2 separate regions of the Gasterosteus aculeatus genome follow, and region 2 is linked to region 1. The links are chromatin contacts, called in public Hi-C maps. All regions are on one chromosome and are shown on one strand. The core of a region is the stretch at or near the end of the contact, and the rest is flanking DNA. Distances in the headings are between cores, read along the strand shown. Region 1 holds the start of yipf5 (Yip1 domain family, member 5). Region 2 overlaps LOC120822725 (rho GTPase-activating protein 26).

Region 1 (3,735 bases), core at 376-2,875:
GATGAATTAAAGGAATTATTTAATCTTGCCCATCCCTCTCTGCTAAAAATAGAGGTGTGTGTGTGTGTGTGTGTGTGTGTGTGTGTGTGTGTGTGTGTGTGTGTGTGTGTGTGTGTGTGTGTGTGTGTGTGTGTGTGTTTGGGTTCACATTTTCAGTTTGCTTAATGCAGAAGGAGAACAATAATACTCAATCTAAATTTAGGCCACAGTAGGTGGTTGGCGACGAGGGGTTGCGTAAGAGTAGGGAAACTAGTAGTTCTAATCCACAGAGGTATTTACAGCGGGATTATGGCAGGGATTTTATTAAAAAAGCCAATTATGACAGAATACGGCAATCTATGCCCCAAATTCAATTACCCTCTGGAACTTTTCATTCATTAAATGAATTATATAGAAATAGATGTTCTTTAAGTTCAGAAATGATTAAAAGTCTAAAGAAAGATGAGAAGCAATAGGGTGAGGAGGCTAATTTCTGCACATGATTAATCATGGGTGTTTCTGTAGAAATGACATATTTGGTGCATCAAATTGATTTTGGTCCTCTTGAGGCAGAGGAGCGATCCATGTCAGGCCTGAATAGTTGAAAGGCTTGTTAATTTATAGGGATTGTTTGTTTGTCATTTCTCATCCACCCAATTAATAATTTGTTTATAATATGTGTTGCCTTTGCATGCTTTTCAGCTTTAAACTGCCTCTAATACGAACTCTCTTTGAGCAAAATCGGACAGATGGGCACAAAGTGTTCTGGTAAGAAAATGTCCTCGAAAATCTTGTAGCCTTGCTGAGGCAACTGCTTTGTGCAGCACTGACCAAAGGCTTCTTTATGCGTTGTGTGGGTGGGACTAATAACTCAATAAGAGAAGAAGCTCAAAATGTCTCCTGTCAATAAGATTTTCCTCCATGCCTTTTTCAATTTTTGCAATATTTTTCCCATTTCTCGTTTTGTAAAGAATTCTCCAACTCCAGGAAGGATGTCGAGCTGTCGCCAATTGAGTTAATATGGACTTTATAATAGATCCTGAGAAGGGAACAGGGATTTCTTACTATCATTCTTGTCATTAAAGGTCAAACTACCTGAGACTACCGTCGCTATTTCCTCTGAACTGGGGTCCTCAACTTATTATTTTATGTCATCAGTCATCATCAAAGAGGATGGATTTACCTGCATACATCGTAGCGGTGAAGTTGTTCTGCACTGGCAGTGATTGATCTGCTCCTCTGCATCCAGATGAAAGAGACTACCTTTGTTCTTGCCAGGGTTCCAGCGTTTGCTCCGTTAAAATCAACTTCTACCCTCTGTTTCTATTTGCATAAAAACCAGGGTCACCCTGGTTTTATCAGACTATACGTTTGGACACAGTAGGGTTTCCTACCTAGCTGTGGTGTAAAAAATAATACATTTACATTTGAGGTGTTTAACAACATCCCTTTCACCTTAGGAATTCACAGTCTTGCGTCCATAATGTTTCCTATTTTTGTATGAAAACTGAATTTGCAAATCAGACAAGAAAATAGAGAATTGTTTATAATATATGATGATGTGTATTCTTCATGCATTGTCTTTCCTTTGGCGCAGCTTGTAAATATATTTTAATACATAATGTGTTTTACTTGTAATGCAATGTAATACCAGCAGTCGCCTTTAGGACAGCGCCATATTTTCAGGCAAAGAGCAATTTGCAAATGTCCCTAACGGCTTCCCGTCGGCTACGTAGCAAACCGGAAGATTCACCGTTATCCTGACACGTAGCAACCACAGCCAAAGTTGGCAGTGCTCTGGTACGGCGGGTAAGCATTAGCATTCGCTATAGAAACTGTGAAAGAAAAGTTGATTGGGATATTAACGCGACTGGTGACGGAATGCGCGTTTATGCATGCCTGGTCTCCACTGCGGTTATAGCTAACGTTAGCATTATTCAACCAACTGGCAGCAGGTAACGTTGCGTTAGCCACCCGGAGCCTGCCCGCTAGCTTGTTTTTATATTAGCAGCATATTTTGTCGAGTTCTCCTTTAAATGAGTTGTAATTGTCCAGCCTTCTCATAGCCAATACAGTTGATTCTAAAGGTCGACTCACAATAAACTAACGATGTCTAACTTGACGTTATTTGTGTCTTTGTTTTGTGGATGGCTACTGTCCTGTTAGCATTGGATGCTAACGTAGCTCATAGTTATATTAACGCTAGTCCAATTCATATGAAGATAACGGTAATGTTCTAACTATTAACAGTCCTGTTAGCAATGCCCCCTAAGCCTTTAAGTTATTGTTTGGAAGAAATTAGCCTTTTACGGTTTTATTCATCACTTAACGCCACCGTACGCTATTCCAGTGTGAGACAATAATGTAACGTTAACTAACGTTATAACGAACGGAATGTTTTCAGAAAAACTTATGTAACGCTAATGTTATTACATAAATTTAGCGTAATTAAAATTAAGTTATGGATGTAGAAATGTTTGACTCCGTATTAATCTCCCTGTCTTAGTTTTACCGAAAGTAGTGTCTTAAAAAGTAGAATGCAGCAGTCGCCCAGGGGCTATTTTTGGATAATGCAATAAAAAGATGTTGAACTGTACTCCCTCGTGCTTGGACATGTATTAATTCATTAATGATGTGACCAATAGGCTGGTGAACTTGTCCCAAAGTCATTGTTGTTTTGATGATAGATGTGTACCAAAACGTAATACTAATAATTTACATTTGACTTCTCTTTACTTTTTGATACAGTGCCTCCATCTTCAACATACCAATACTTTTGATTAGTTTGGAGACTCTCTGTAGATGAAAATACTCATCCTAGCTGATATGTTGTGGTTCTGTTTCCGTGTGTCCAACAGAGTGAGAGATGTCGGGGTTTGACAATTTGAACACAGACTTTTACCAGTCCAGCTACAGTGTAGATGACCAAAACCAAGGCTACAGCAACGCTGAGAACCAATACAAGTAAGAAAGCCCTCTTTAACTTTTGTTCCACATTCTGACTGCTAAAAAATTGCGTACGTGACAATTAGTAGCCTGACTGAATACCTTATTATCTTTTAAGCGTATTGTGATTGACGTGAAGGACAAGTTTTGTTTTACTGATATAAATAAATGCTAATGCGGCATATTTGAAATGACACCCATGGAAAGTGGAAATAAGCATTGTTAAAAGCTGTTTAAAATCTTTTCGGTCAAAGAGAACTATTGAGCATTATTATTATTATTAATGTCATAATTTTTTTTCAGGCAATATGATGGTCAGTATGACTATTCCCAGCCCATGGGCTACTCTCCCCCAGGGATAATGCAGCCCCAGCAGCCGTACACAGGACAAATCTTCCAGCCGACACACACCTACACCCCGTCCCCGTCACAATCTTTGTATAGTAGCAGCTTTGATGACGAGCCGCCGCTGCTAGAAGGTAGGCACACAACCTGTAATCTACAACTTCTATTTGACACTTTGGTTTCAGCAGTGCACACATTTGACAGTGGGAATGTTTAATATCAACAATTAGGCATATTTAGCAATGTTTATGTCGCTAACTGTGCTAATATTATTTGTGAGTTATTATCCTTTCAGGCTGTTTTCAATTGCTGATGTCATATATGATACAACATTTAAGTTGGACATCATCACAGCTTCTCAAACTGCAAGTGGATTTCAGCTGTTAGACTCTTGGAGTCATTTGGAGCAAAAAGTCCTACTGTTCTGCAGGATCACGTCTCGCCCATGGTCCCAAAGGATCTAGA
Region 2 (3,735 bases), core at 876-3,375, 87 kb after region 1:
GTGCACATGATTAAAAGCAAAACAATACCAATGTTCACAAAATGGACTGAATTAATTTGTTTTCTTGTGGAAATAAAACTTAAACATTAAAGATAAACGAACACAGATCCACACCGGTAATAGGAATAAAGGTAAAAGGGGAAATAAGTGGATGAGATAATCAAAAGGCGATTTGATTTGGCCGAAGGTTTAAGTTGAGCCGGGCCAAATGGGGAGAAGTAGGCGGCGGGGGTGGAGGAGGAGGGGGAGGTGGAGGAGGAGGGGGAGGTGGAGGAAGTGCAGGAGGAGGAGGAAGTGGAGGAAGAGAAGCACCAGGGGGCCGAGCGCATGAGACAACAAACACCCTCCACATTCTCTCCCCAGGTCCAAATCATCCGAGCACCCCCTTGTGTCTATTAGCAGTAACTACATCACGCAAGCAGATCGCATGCCAACCACTACACGGATGGCTGAGCGGAGCAGTGCAGCTGTGATTAGTCACACAAAGACAGTGTTCACTAGTCAAGTCGGGAAATAGAATCTGGTGTATGTTCTGCCGAGGAAGAATCGAACTCCCTGATTCCCACTGCTGCAGATTTCTAACGACATTTGCAGTGTGCAATGTGCTGTATTTGTAAAGGAGAAAGGAACAAATAGAAAGGAACCAGCTGGACAAAGGATAAGTGTGTGGGATTCACTGACCTGTCCAGAGCCTCCACATCAAAGCAGAACCTCTTTTCTATCGAGTCCGTCTTCCTCCTGGTGCAGGACTTGAGGGTGAAGCTGTCCTCCTCTCCCTGACACCAGAGGAAAAGGGCATTAGTGTCATTACTCAAAAACAAACTGACAGACTAAACACAAGTGTTTGAGACGATGATGAATGTTTTCCTGGACAACACAGAAAACAGATGACGTAAAACCCTCAAGTACGTGTCGCATAATCAGATTCGCTGTTCTTTTTAATGATGCCGGAGAGCAACGGAGGCCGCAGACAGTTTTCTGACGCGCACAACAATCGTGGCGGTTTGAGCCCCGACTGGTTCCGTTTATGAGACACGTCCATATCTTCGATTTATCCTGATGTTCTATTTTTCCTTCCGTTGGCAACTGTAAAATGCTCTGTGAGAATCCTCAGAACCCCCCCCCCCCCCCCCCCCCCGCCGGAACCTGCATCCGCTTTGTGTGTGGGTGGACGCAGTAATAGCAGATAGCACTAATAGTCGCTGCTCACTAAAAACATCTTTGGCAATGCTCTCATGCATGAGGGCTGCTGTTGTGGGAGGAATATTTGCCCGTATGACTGCGTGCTGCCATGACATAGGGGAGCGTCTCTGACGCACGGTGCTAGGTGTCGGAAGACTGATTGAGAACTTTTTGGAAACGACCAAAATACACATTGATGTGTTGGTTCTGTTACACGTTGTGTATTTGCGTATGTAGAATTCTAATAAAATCTAGAAATAAAACGTTTTAAACGATCAAACGGCAATAAAATAACTACGATTCTTGAAGCTGGAGATCTTAATGCAGGTAACCAACCAACTCCCCTTAAAATAGCAGCTCACTGGGATTCAAAATCAACGTTACAACGTGATGATGAAGCGCCCCTTCTGCGTCCACGCAGGAGGACGAATCAGAGACACTGTAACCTCATATGTATTTAAATGCCAAAGCCACTCACCGTTTTCCCTCCTGATTTAGGGTCAAACAGGACCATGGTGACCCGCTTGGGCTCACGGTGGTAGGTGCAGTAGTACTTCACCCAGGTTGAGACAAAAGAGCCTGGGGAGACGGAGACGGATGAAGAGAGGGAGGGATGAAAACAAAACCATCAAGAGACACAGCTGATGTCAAACATTCGGGGGGGGTGGGAGGGGGCAGGGGTTAAATGAAAAAAAAAATAAAAAGAGCACGAAACAAGAAGGAGTCTTAGTCATGCCTGCGTGCTGAATAGGTTACCACGGTAACGGCACATGGTCAGAGCTGCCGTCACGTCGCCCACAGATCAGACTTGCAACACTGTTGATTGTCGCTGAATTGTCCCCTCTTTGTAAGATGTACAAACACACCAACAGACACACACACACACGCACACGCACAGAACTGTGGCGATACTCACGCTTCTCCTGCACAAACAGGTATCCCTCCATGGTGTGCTGGCTGACACTCTTGTGTTCATGTGGATTCTCCTTCATCTTCCTCATGAGGCTCTCCACCTCCGACCGCGTGCTCTCGAAGCGGTTCCTCGTCTGTCAACACAAGCGCACAGGAGCACACGCCTGAGGTCTCTCGTCGCACGGCCTGATCCTGGGTCAGCTTAACTGGCAACGACTCCTCTCGGCCTGCAGGCAGGCTGTTCACGTTTGGAGGAATATTTTCTCTCAAGACAACTTGTGCCTTTCTAGAGGTTTCCTCTGGGCAAGTGAAGGTGACCTTTTCGACGGCCTTATTTCACTCTCAACGCTTCAACAAAGCATTTTGATAAACAAAACTTCAACCTTTTAAATCCTTAAATGTTGATTTATTTTCGGGTGGTTATGGTGCTTTTGGAGTACACGTGTGTGTGAGACCTTACATTCTGTATGCTGATGGTGAGATCAGTCTTGAAGTGGTTGAAATCCTTTGCCAGCTCATAGCCGTGGTGATAGTAGGTGAACAGGCCTTGGAGGAACGCTAACAGCTGAGGGAAACAAAAAGAGCAGGGAAATTAGAGAGAGAGATGAAAGAAGAGAGATGTGGACAGATGTGGAACTGCAGATGCACTGTGAAGGCAAAGCACAAGTGGAAATGTCGAAAGAACAGCAGGAAAAGGTTGAGATTTGGAGGAAGTGGGGGAAGCACAAGTGGGTTAGTGAAGACCGGGTGGAGGAGGAGAAAGAAGAAACCGATGGAAAAGTTTAAAAAGTGGAAAAATGTTTTTCTTGCATAATTATTGACCAAACATATAATGTGGAAAAAAATGTATTACTAAAACGGCAGAAAATACAACAGAAGTGTTAATTAGACCTACTCTGTGGAGATGCTGATGTATCGCTTTGATTAGCAGCCAAAACCCGGACTGGAATTTCGAATAAAGTCGGGTCGGCGCTGATGTTGACTTAACAACCACAACCCGGTCCAGACTCCGGAATAATGAATGAGGAAAAATGTGCACGACCGTCTGTGCGTATCTGCATTTGCGTTCAATGACCTGGTTTCAGTTTTTATTCATATTACAGTGGAAACATATATATATATATATATTTTTTTAAAATCAGGTTCTGACTCTAAAGTGCTGCTGTGTCTTGGAGAGAGACATTTAGGGTTCATGGAGGGTCGGGCCAGATTCTTTTTTTTTTTGGAGTCTGATTACAGCTCTAAAAGTATACAAATAAAAAATAAAAAAGTGCGTCTTACGGGTTCCACAAAGTCAAACATCTTCCTCTCTTGGACCTCCTGCACCTTGAAGACGTACTCCAGGGAGACCTCGTAGAAATGCTGCCGGACGTTATCGACCTGGTTGTCCGCCTACAGAGAGGAAGGACATTAGCAGAAGTGACAGACGGAGGAAAAACACGGATGATGAATGAGAAAGAAGCCAGACACCATCTTACCTCGTGCAGATGGGACTCCTTCTTTTTAGCCGAAAGGCTGAGGTGTTTCTCCAGCACTGCGCAGTACTTCTCAGTCTCCTTGTCGTACTTTTTCCTGGCTTCCTACGTGGATAAAACAACAAAAAAATTTACATTTTTGCCGATAAAATCATCGTATCAAATC

The links. Hi-C and Micro-C count contacts between places; a contact is called where the count stands out from the background.
Region 2: a contact with region 1 is called in a Hi-C map of liver, with 4 times the contacts expected there. The contact joins the enhancer-like site here to the promoter of yipf5 in region 1. A contact is called at or near these places in 4 of 6 Hi-C or Micro-C datasets (liver, skeletal muscle and whole body).

Annotation. Positions count from the first base shown.
Region 1 is chr7:26,923,966-26,927,700 of fGasAcu3.hap1.1, forward strand. yipf5 (Yip1 domain family, member 5) reads left to right here and starts at 1,626. Exons shown (of 6, transcript XM_040182443.2): 1 at 1,626-1,779; 2 at 2,838-2,943; 3 at 3,229-3,404. The coding sequence starts at 2,846.
Region 2 is chr7:27,010,511-27,014,245 of fGasAcu3.hap1.1, forward strand. LOC120822725 (rho GTPase-activating protein 26) reads right to left here. Exons shown (of 23, transcript XM_078106792.1): 5 at 3,573-3,674; 6 at 3,376-3,486; 7 at 2,555-2,659; 8 at 2,099-2,228; 9 at 1,661-1,761; 10 at 682-776. Among protein-coding and RNA genes, the nearest start is that of LOC120822725, 28 kb to the right of the region's middle. Within about 2 kb of position 2,126, at least 3 of the 9 cell types and tissues checked have open chromatin away from gene starts, as enhancers often do. A contact at or near this core is called in liver, where this site is marked.